Regions from separate parts of the Ovis aries genome. Here region 1 is linked to region 2. The links are chromatin contacts, called in public Hi-C maps. All regions are on one chromosome and are shown on one strand. Each heading gives the region's core, a stretch centred on a gene start, on an enhancer-like site or on the middle of the called end of the contact. The rest is flanking DNA. Distances are from core to core; before and after follow the strand shown. Region 1 has its middle 6.9 kb from the start of CORO1A. Region 2 holds the start of CLN3 (CLN3 lysosomal/endosomal transmembrane protein, battenin).

Evidence for each region. A called contact is a pair of places that touch in the nucleus more often than the background predicts.
Region 1: a contact with region 2 is called in a Hi-C map of blood, with 2.3 times the contacts expected there. The contact joins the enhancer-like site here to the promoter of CLN3 in region 2. A contact is called at or near these places in 3 of 16 Hi-C or Micro-C datasets (blood and tail adipose tissue).

The regions. Positions count from the first base shown.
Region 1 is chr24:26,658,607-26,663,029 of ARS-UI_Ramb_v3.0, reverse strand. No RefSeq gene overlaps it. Among named protein-coding and RNA genes, the nearest start is that of CORO1A, 6.9 kb to the right of the region's middle. Within about 2 kb of position 2,774, at least 4 of the 54 cell types and tissues checked have an H3K27ac peak or open chromatin away from gene starts, as enhancers often do.
Region 2 is chr24:26,567,370-26,571,493 of ARS-UI_Ramb_v3.0, reverse strand. It overlaps CLN3 (CLN3 lysosomal/endosomal transmembrane protein, battenin), which reads left to right and starts at 1,385. Exons shown (of 17, transcript XM_042240060.1): 1 at 1,385-1,865; 2 at 2,561-2,628; 3 at 2,911-3,002; 4 at 3,161-3,239. The coding sequence starts at 2,957. It overlaps APOBR (apolipoprotein B receptor), which reads right to left and starts at 1,072. Exons shown (of 4, transcript XM_004021213.5): 1 at 946-1,072; 2 at 1-605. The coding sequence starts at 1,002.

The DNA.
Region 1 (4,423 bases), core at 1,525-4,024, 90 kb before region 2:
GTCTGATGGAGAAGCTGGGCCTATAGTTACTACATAAAGTACTAATTAATGAGATAGAGGGATGCACTGGGACCACTGGCACAGAGAAGAAAAGAGATCATCTGAGGAGTGGCTGTGTGGGGGCGGGGAGTGTGAGGGACGGCGTCACAGAGAAGGAAATTTCTTTTTGTTTTTTAAATACATATATCTTACTGAAGTATAGTTGACTTACAGTGTTTCCATGCATAGCAAGGTGGTTCAATTATGCATATACACATACATTATTTTTCAGATTATTTTCCATTATAGGTTATTACAAGACATTGACTATAGTTCCCACAGAGAAGGAAATGAGTCAAAAGATAAGTAGGGGTCAGAAGAATTTGGTAGCAAACAAGGAGTAAGAGATTTCAGCCCTGTGCTGAGGGCAGAAAATAGGGTCCAAAAATACTGTTGGCCAGAAAAAACCACATCCAAACCAAAGATATATTTAGTTTTGCTCATGTAATATTTTTAGAAATTTTTGAATTGGGTGCCAATACTGAGAGATCTGCAGCTCTCACTTAAAAATCCGTATTTCTAACAGAAGGTTTGGCTACCCTGGGCCCTCCAGGTGACAAAGGGCTAGGGCAGCCACAATTCCTCCATCCCTATTAGAAATTACCTGGCCTGAATCAGTGAGGTGTGTGACCTCCCTAGTCTTTGTGGTGGCTTAAAGATGGCTGAAAATTCTTTGTCACTCTCTGCATCAGAAGGAGGCATTAATTTTCCCTCCCCTGGGATCCGGGCTGCTTAACTAACAGAATGTGGTGGAAGTAACCCTGCGCCAGTGACAAGCCTAGCCTCTTGAGCGCTTCTCTTGGAATGCTGTCTCAAAACCGTAGAATAATGAGAGATAATAAAGCAGTTGTCGTTTTAACATATATTTATTTGACTGTGCTGAGTCTTAGTTGCAGCATGTGGGATCCAGTTCCCTCACCAGGGATGAAACCTGGGCCGCCTGCATTGGGAGCATGGAGTCTTGGCCACTGAGCCACCAGGGAATTCCTGCAGTTGTCATTTTAAGTCATAAAATTTTGGAATGGTTTCCTCTGCAAGAGGTAACCAGAACACCCACCTCCACATCTCCCCTTGTTGATACCTGAGGGCTCAGCCCCTGGACCAGAGGAATGAGGGAGCATGTTGAGCTTGGATGATGAGCCAAGACTGATGCTGAAGCTGAAACTCCAATCCTTTGGCCACCTGATGCGAAGAACTGACTCATTGGAAAAGACCCTGATGCTGGGAAAGATTGAAGACAGGAGGAGAAGGGGACGACAGAGGATGAGATGGTTGGATGGCATCACCAACGCAATGGAGATGAGTTTGAGCAGGCTCTGGGAGTTGATGATGGACAGGGAAGTCTGACGTGCTGCAGTCCATGGGGTTGCAAGGAGTCGGACACGACTGAGTGACTGAACTGAACTGAACTGATGAGCCAGAAGAGTGGATGGAGGAAGATGATGAAGGGCTTTGGATGCCATGCTGAAAAGTGAAAGTGTTAGTCGCCCAGTTGTGTATGACTCATTGCGATCCCACGGACTGCAACCCGCCAGGCTCCTCTGTCCGTGGAATTCTTCAGGCAAGAATACTGGAGTGGGTTGCCCTTCCCGTCTCCAAGGGATCTTCCTCACCCAGGGATAGGCAGATCCTTTACTGTCCGAGCCACCAAGGAAGTCTGCCATCCTGAGGTGGTCTCAGCGTTTTCCAGGAAGTGTTGAGGACCTGGTGAAATTTTGTAAGGTAGGCAGAGAATGACCAGGGATCACACTATGACAGTATCACCTGCCTCTAGTGATGCTGTGAACGATGAATCAGAGGAAGGTGGTCGGTCAGGCGGCTAGCGCGATGGTCCAAGCAGCACAGCTCGGGAGGTGACAGTGGGCATGGAGAGAAAGGGAGAGATTCAAGGTCAAGACTTCCTCCTCTTGTGAACCTCTCCTTAAGGTTCTAGTGGGATATACTGGTTGAGCCATGGAGTTGGTGGTCGGAACTAGGGAGCACAGGCAACAGGACGAGGCCACAGAAACAGCCTGGGGACTGTTGAAGCGTGAAGCTGCAGGGATTTCCCTGGTGGTGCCGTGGCTAAAACTCGTCACTCCCGATGCAGGGGCCCTCGTGCTGCAACTAAGACCTGGTGCAGCAAATTAAATTATATATATATATATATATATTTTATTTTTTTTTTTAATTTGAAGTTGCTAATGTGAAAGAGACGGTGTAGGGAGTTTGGGAGGAGAGGTGGTGTCTTGGGGAGCAGTCTACAGACAGTGTGTTAAGCAAAGGGAGAGACACCCTCTGGAGCCCTGGGAGAAAGCTGCAGTGCAAAGGAGAGAATCAGGAGGCATGCATGCATGCATGGTCGCTAACTCACGTCTGACTCATTGCGATCCTTCGGACTGTACCCTGACAGTCTCCTCTGTCCATGGGATTTTTCAGGTAAGAATACTGGAGTGGGTGCCATTTTTCTCTTCCAGGGGATCTTCCCAACCGAGGGATTGAACCCAAGTCTCCTGTGTCCCCTGCATTACAGGTGATTAGGAAACAGGCCCAGACACCAAAGAAAGGAAAAGATTCCAGAGGGAGGGAGTGGTCAGTAGCATGTTCCTTTGATGTAATGACCAGGAGATTATTGGTGGTCATGGCAAAGACACATCTGTGGGAAGGTGGGGACAGAAGACAGACCCGTGAGACTAAGTAGGAAATGCAGAAGTAGATTCAACAAGTGTAAACAGCTCTTTCAAGTAACTTGATTGTGAAGTAAGACAGAGATGGGGAAGTGGTTTGAGGTTGCTAAGTGGAGAGAGGTTCCCCCAAAGGCACAGGGGACCTCAGCTTGTTTTTAGATACTAAAGAGAGAGGGTTTGTGGAGAGGAGAATGTGGTAATGCAGGAGAGGGGGTTAAACGATGGAGTGAGGTCACTGAGGAAGTGGGAAGGAATGTGTCCCAAGAGGGAGGAATTAACCTTGGACCCCAGGAGGACACCCCCTCTGTGATGACGGTCTGTGATTGTTTATAGGAGATGAAGATGTGGTCTCTGGTGGGAGCAGAGGGGTTGAAGGAGTTCTCACCTCTTTTCTCCATCAAACTGGAGCAGTGATCGTCTCAAAAAGCTGGGGAAGGTCGCTTGAGTAGATGGCTGGTGAGAAGTGGCTGGCAACGTTGGCTTAAGCCTGAGCCTATGCACAAGGCATCCTTAGGGGCCACCCACTTAAAACCAGAATGGCTCCTGAATGTGAGTCAGGGCAGAGCCTGCAGGTGGGTGAGGACCACAACTGTGAGAAGGCCTGGGGGTCACAGGGGCAGGGTCTAGGCTATCAGAGTAATTTCTTGCAAATGAGACCCAGGCACCTCTTTACTTAAAGACTTATGTGGGAGACTTCCCTGGTGGTCCAGTGATTAAAAATCGGCCTTCTAGTACAGGGGACACAGGTTCAATCCCTAGTCGGGGAACTAAGATCATATATATATATATATATATATATATATATATATATATGTATACATATATATATATGCACGTGTATAGGTGCATACTCAGTCGTGTCTGTCTCTTTTCGACCCTATGGACTGTAGCCCACCTGGCTTCTCTGTCCCTGGGATTTCCCAGTCAAGAATACTAGAGTGGGTTGCCATTTCCTTCTCCAGGGGCTCTTCCCAACCCCGGACTGAACCTGTGTCTCTTGTGTCTCCTGCATTGGGCAGGCATGTTCTTTACCAGCTGAGCCACCAGGGAAGTTAAATATAGAGGCTTGATTAGTTTCCAGGTGGTGGTAATAATGACAATGATGATTTTGACAAGAATACTGCAAAGGTGATGCTACACATAAATTTATTTTATAGGAGGCATATAATGTCTGGTTGTCCTACTTTTGATGATGTTAAGGTTCACTTTTGCTTTCCAGAATTTTGTTGTTTTCTGTGAAACATCAGTAAGAATCAGCCATAGGTATACATATGTCCCCTCCCTCTTGAACCTCTCTCCCTCAATTTTGACAGAAAACAACAAAATTCTGGAAAGCAATTATCATTCAATTAAAAAATAAATATATTTTAAAAACAAACAAAATTCACTTTGGGGTTGTGCTTTTTAGACGATCAAAGTCTGTTGCATTGGTGAAGCCATCCAGCCATCTCATCCTCTGATGTCCTCTTCTCCTTCTGCCCTCAATCTTTCCCATCATCAGGGACTTGTCCAATTAGTCAGCTGTTCACATCAGGTGACCAAAATATTGGAGCTTCACCTTTAGTATCAGTCCTTCCAATGAGTATTGATTTCCTTTAAGATTGACTGGTTTAATCTCCTTGCTGTCCAAGGGACTCTCAGGAGTCTTCTTTAGCACCACAGTTCAAAAGCATCAATTCTTTGGTGCTCTGCCTTCTTTATGGTCCAGCTGTCACAAC
Region 2 (4,124 bases), core at 136-2,635:
TTGCCATCCCCTGCCACCTTGTGCCCATCAGCACCGGCCTTCCCCTCAGGCTCCTTGTGCCAGGCCCACTCTGACTCCACCCCTCCCACCACCACTGGCTCTGCGGCCCTGACCTCTTCCTCCTCCCATTCCCGTGTTCTCGGTGTCTCCTCTCTCTTCACTTCCTGCTCATCATGCTCCTGGCTCTCCAGAGCTTGGCTCCTCCTATCTTGACCAGCCTCAGACCCTGCCTCAGACTTCTTTCTGGTCTCCAAGGGGATACCTGAATCCTGGCATCTGATGGCTTTGGCTGCCTCCCAGTCCTCAGTGTCCTGCCTCTCAGCTTGAGACCCACGGGAGCTGCCTTCTCCCCCACCCCAGGTCTGTTCTGTAGCTGAGCTTTCCTCCCAGCATCTTCCAGTCTCTCCAGGCTGTCTCAGCCCTCCATTCTCCTTGCTTTGACTGCCTCCAAGATCCTCCAGGGCCTCCTGGGCTTCCTCTTCCACCTTCCCCAGGGGCCTTCCTGCAGCCACCTCCCCCGGTTCCTCAGCTGCACATGCCTCCTTCCTCTCTACAGTGGGGACTTCATCTCCTATAAGGTAGGAAACAAAGGTGCTGAGAGACTCCTAGGGAAAAAGAGAGAGGGAGACAAAAGGCATTTAGGGGAGGCCCAGCCCTTTCCCTGGGGGCCCTGGACCAGAGGAACTCAGGATAAGAAAGAGGAGTTCTAGGATCTGGGGGAAGGAGGAGGACAGGACCTGCAGAAGGAGTAGGAAAGGGCCCAAATGAGAGGTCTGTGGATGTGTTTGTGGGGGTTGGGGGATTGAAATCCAGAGAAGATTGGGCTAACAGGCTGAGTGATCCTGGGGAAGGAATCTGGGTTTGAGGAGAGACTCAAAGGGAGAAAGGAAGGTGAGGCCCTAGAGAGCAGGGTGAAAGTCTCCAGCATCTCTATGCCCCTCTCACCAGTGCCCCCCTCAAGGCCTGATGCAGCCCAGGGAGATGTAGCCGGAGGAAATCCATCCTGTCTGTCTCTGTGTGTCCAGAAAACCGATAATGACTGTCCCCACCCACTGAACCAGTCTTCCCCACTACCCAAGACACTTCCTCTTCCCCTGTCTCTTCCTGACGTATCCCCACCCCAAGCCCTGCCCACAGCTGCTTCCAGCACAGGTTGGAAAATAGGTATCTATCACATAAGGGACTTGGATGTGCATTTGGAACTAGAGGGTAAGGGAGGAAGACCAAAAGGGAAAAGTGGGAGCCGGAGATCTCAGAATTGGGGTCTGCTGAGGCAGTTTGGGGCAACTGCAGCTCAAGTGACTCAGGTCTTGTATTTACACCTCAGCCATTTCCGTCTCCCCTCAAAGCCACAGCCTCTCTGTGAGAGGAAGCTGGGGTTTGTGGTTCCTGTTTTGCCTGGGGACAAAGAGTAGGAGTGAGCAGGGGGCTGGTAAGAGCTCTGGTTTCTCATTTCAGGGTCATTAATGCTTCCCCAAGAGGAAGAAAGAGCTGGATTGGTGGCTCCAATGCCCATTTGCTCATCTGTAGTCATTCTTGCAAAACGAAACTTGGCTACACTTTGTACTGTGGTTATTCACGTCTACCTCCCACCTTCCTTTGAGTTCCTTGAAGGAGGAGGCCATGTATGACATGTTGCTGAATTTCTAGAGCCCAGTATGGGTAGTAGGATCCTGTTTTTCATTGGTTGAGTGATCTGGGAAGCATACCATAGGGGGTACCTTTCAAACAGCAAGTCTGAAGGCCTGGTGGGGAGGAAGAGCTGGGAGAGGTGGGCACTGACTGTTGGAAGCCCACAAGAGAGATTAGCAGGGGAAGGACGTGATGAAGAAAACACAGGATGCTGCTTTACCACCTAGAGGAAGGTAAGAGAATAATTGCTCCTTATTTGGGACTACGTGAAATGACTTTAATCTACACCTCTTCCTCTACTCCCTCCCGGAGCCTCACATTCCAAATTTTCAATGAGAGGAACTAGATGAGATCGCAGACTCAGAATCTCCAGCCTTAGAATCATTTGGTCTAATCACCCTTAATGCAGGCAGGAATCTGCAGCCAGCTGAGCCACCAACCCTGTCCCTGGTGCTCTATTTCTTAATGCCGAGTTTCTAAAGTCACCTTTAGGTCTGATGTTGTACAATCATCAGTAACTTTCCTTTTTTGTTTTCTCATCTGCAAAACTAGGGTTGAACTACCTTGGTTCTAACATAAATTAAGAAAAGAGTTCTCTTAACTCTTGGATACTGCCAAGAGATAACTCATGACATCTTATTAGGTGGGTGCTATCTTTACTTACAGTTTCTAAAGCAATCTAAAGGCAACAGATAGGAATAAGAATGTGATGCGGCTGCCTTTGTTGTCAGCCAGAAAGTCTTGGGTAGCTGTGTGGCCATATTTGTTTCTGGCAGTTGCAGGCCGTGAGAGAAGCTGAAGCCGTTGGTAGCCATGACTAGTGCTGGCACGACGTTCAAGGCCTTGGGCGCTGCTACCTAACATCATGGCTCTTGTTGCTTATCCTATCCACACCAGTTTTAAACCGGTGGTTCCCGGGTTCTCCCAGCCTCTATCTCTCCTACGCCTCGGAGTTGGGAAGGTCTAAAACGAAGGCAGAGAGAAGACCCGGAAGTGGTGAGGACCTTGAAGCACGTGATGAGGGACCCGCCGGTGCGGTCACGTGACTGTCTGTTTAAGGGTGCGGGTGCGAAATGTTCAGCTGCTCTTAAAGGTACAGGCTGCAGGGCCCCCTGCTTTAGAGAGGACGGGGGCAGAGTCCGACAACCGGGGGTGGTAGGGCGTGCGAGGGCGGGAGATGGAGCCTCGGGTTAGGGTCGTGGCTCGCCGGGCGTGAATGCAGCGGAGGACTCGCAGCTGGGACGGCAATGGGGCGTTGATCCCTCTTACCTGTCTCAGACCCTCATCCGTCCCATTGGAGCCAACTTTACGAGAACTTGATGCCATGGGAGGCTGTGCGGGCTCGCCGCGGCGCCTTTCGGATTCCGAGGGTGAGTATAGCCGCCGACCCTCACGGGATTGACTTCCTCTGTCCTCGCGACGTACCTGACAGGCTCGGGCGCTGGTCGGCCCCGGGAGAATATCCGTGGGACCATCGTGCACCTGAGACTGGGGTGGGGGTCATGCCCTTTTTTTCTCCCCCTTTCAGGGGAGGAGACAGACCCGGCACCTCGGCCTCCGCTGCAAGACAGTCAGGGCGCCCATTGGAAGAACGCGGTGGGCTTCTGGTGAGTGGCCTGAATAAGTAAAAAGCGGGTGGGAAGAGTTGAGTTTCAGAAAAGGAGCTGAATTCACAAAATATTTTTATTGTTTGTTGTTTTGGTCGCTAAGTCGAGATTCTTTTGCAACCCAGTGAATTGTAACCTGCCAGGCAGGCTCCTTTGCCAGCAGGATTTTCCAGCAAGAATGCTGGAGTGATTTGCCATTTGCTTTTCCAGGGGATCTTTCCCACCGAGGGATGGAAGCGACATTTCCTGCCTTGGCAGGCAGATTCTTTACCACTGAGCCACCAGGGAAGTTTTTTTTTTTTTTGCCCTGAGGTCCACTGTAAATTTTCCACATTTCACTCATTCACTTTCACCTTTTGGTCCGTTCCGCATATCACCTGGAGGGTTATTTTCTTCTTGTTTTTACTGCAATGAACTCAGCCTTTAAATTTGTAAATACTTGTATTTTTAAAAAGAAAACTGTAAGTCACTATTCTGAATGGAAAGCCAGTATTTTCTTAATGCATTTTTGAGTAAATACATCACTAACTTTAAAAAGTCATCTGTCTACCTCCTGAAATCATTCAAACACTGAGGCTTGGGAAATAATTTTAGCACTAATTTAAACATCAAGGGAGCTTCCCTGGTGGCTCAGCAGTACAGAATCCACCTGGCAAGCAGGAGAATCAGGTTCAATCCCTGGGTTGGGAAGATCCCCTGGAGAAGGAAATGGCAACCCACCCCAGTATCCTTACCTGGAAAATCCCATGGACAGAGAAGCCAAGCGGGCTACAGTCCATGGTGTCGCAAAGAGTCGGACATGACTTGGTGGTGTTTACAACAACAGCAACAAGCATCAAGGACTTGGGTAGCAGATTGGGTTGGAAGTGAGGCTTCTCTCTCTGA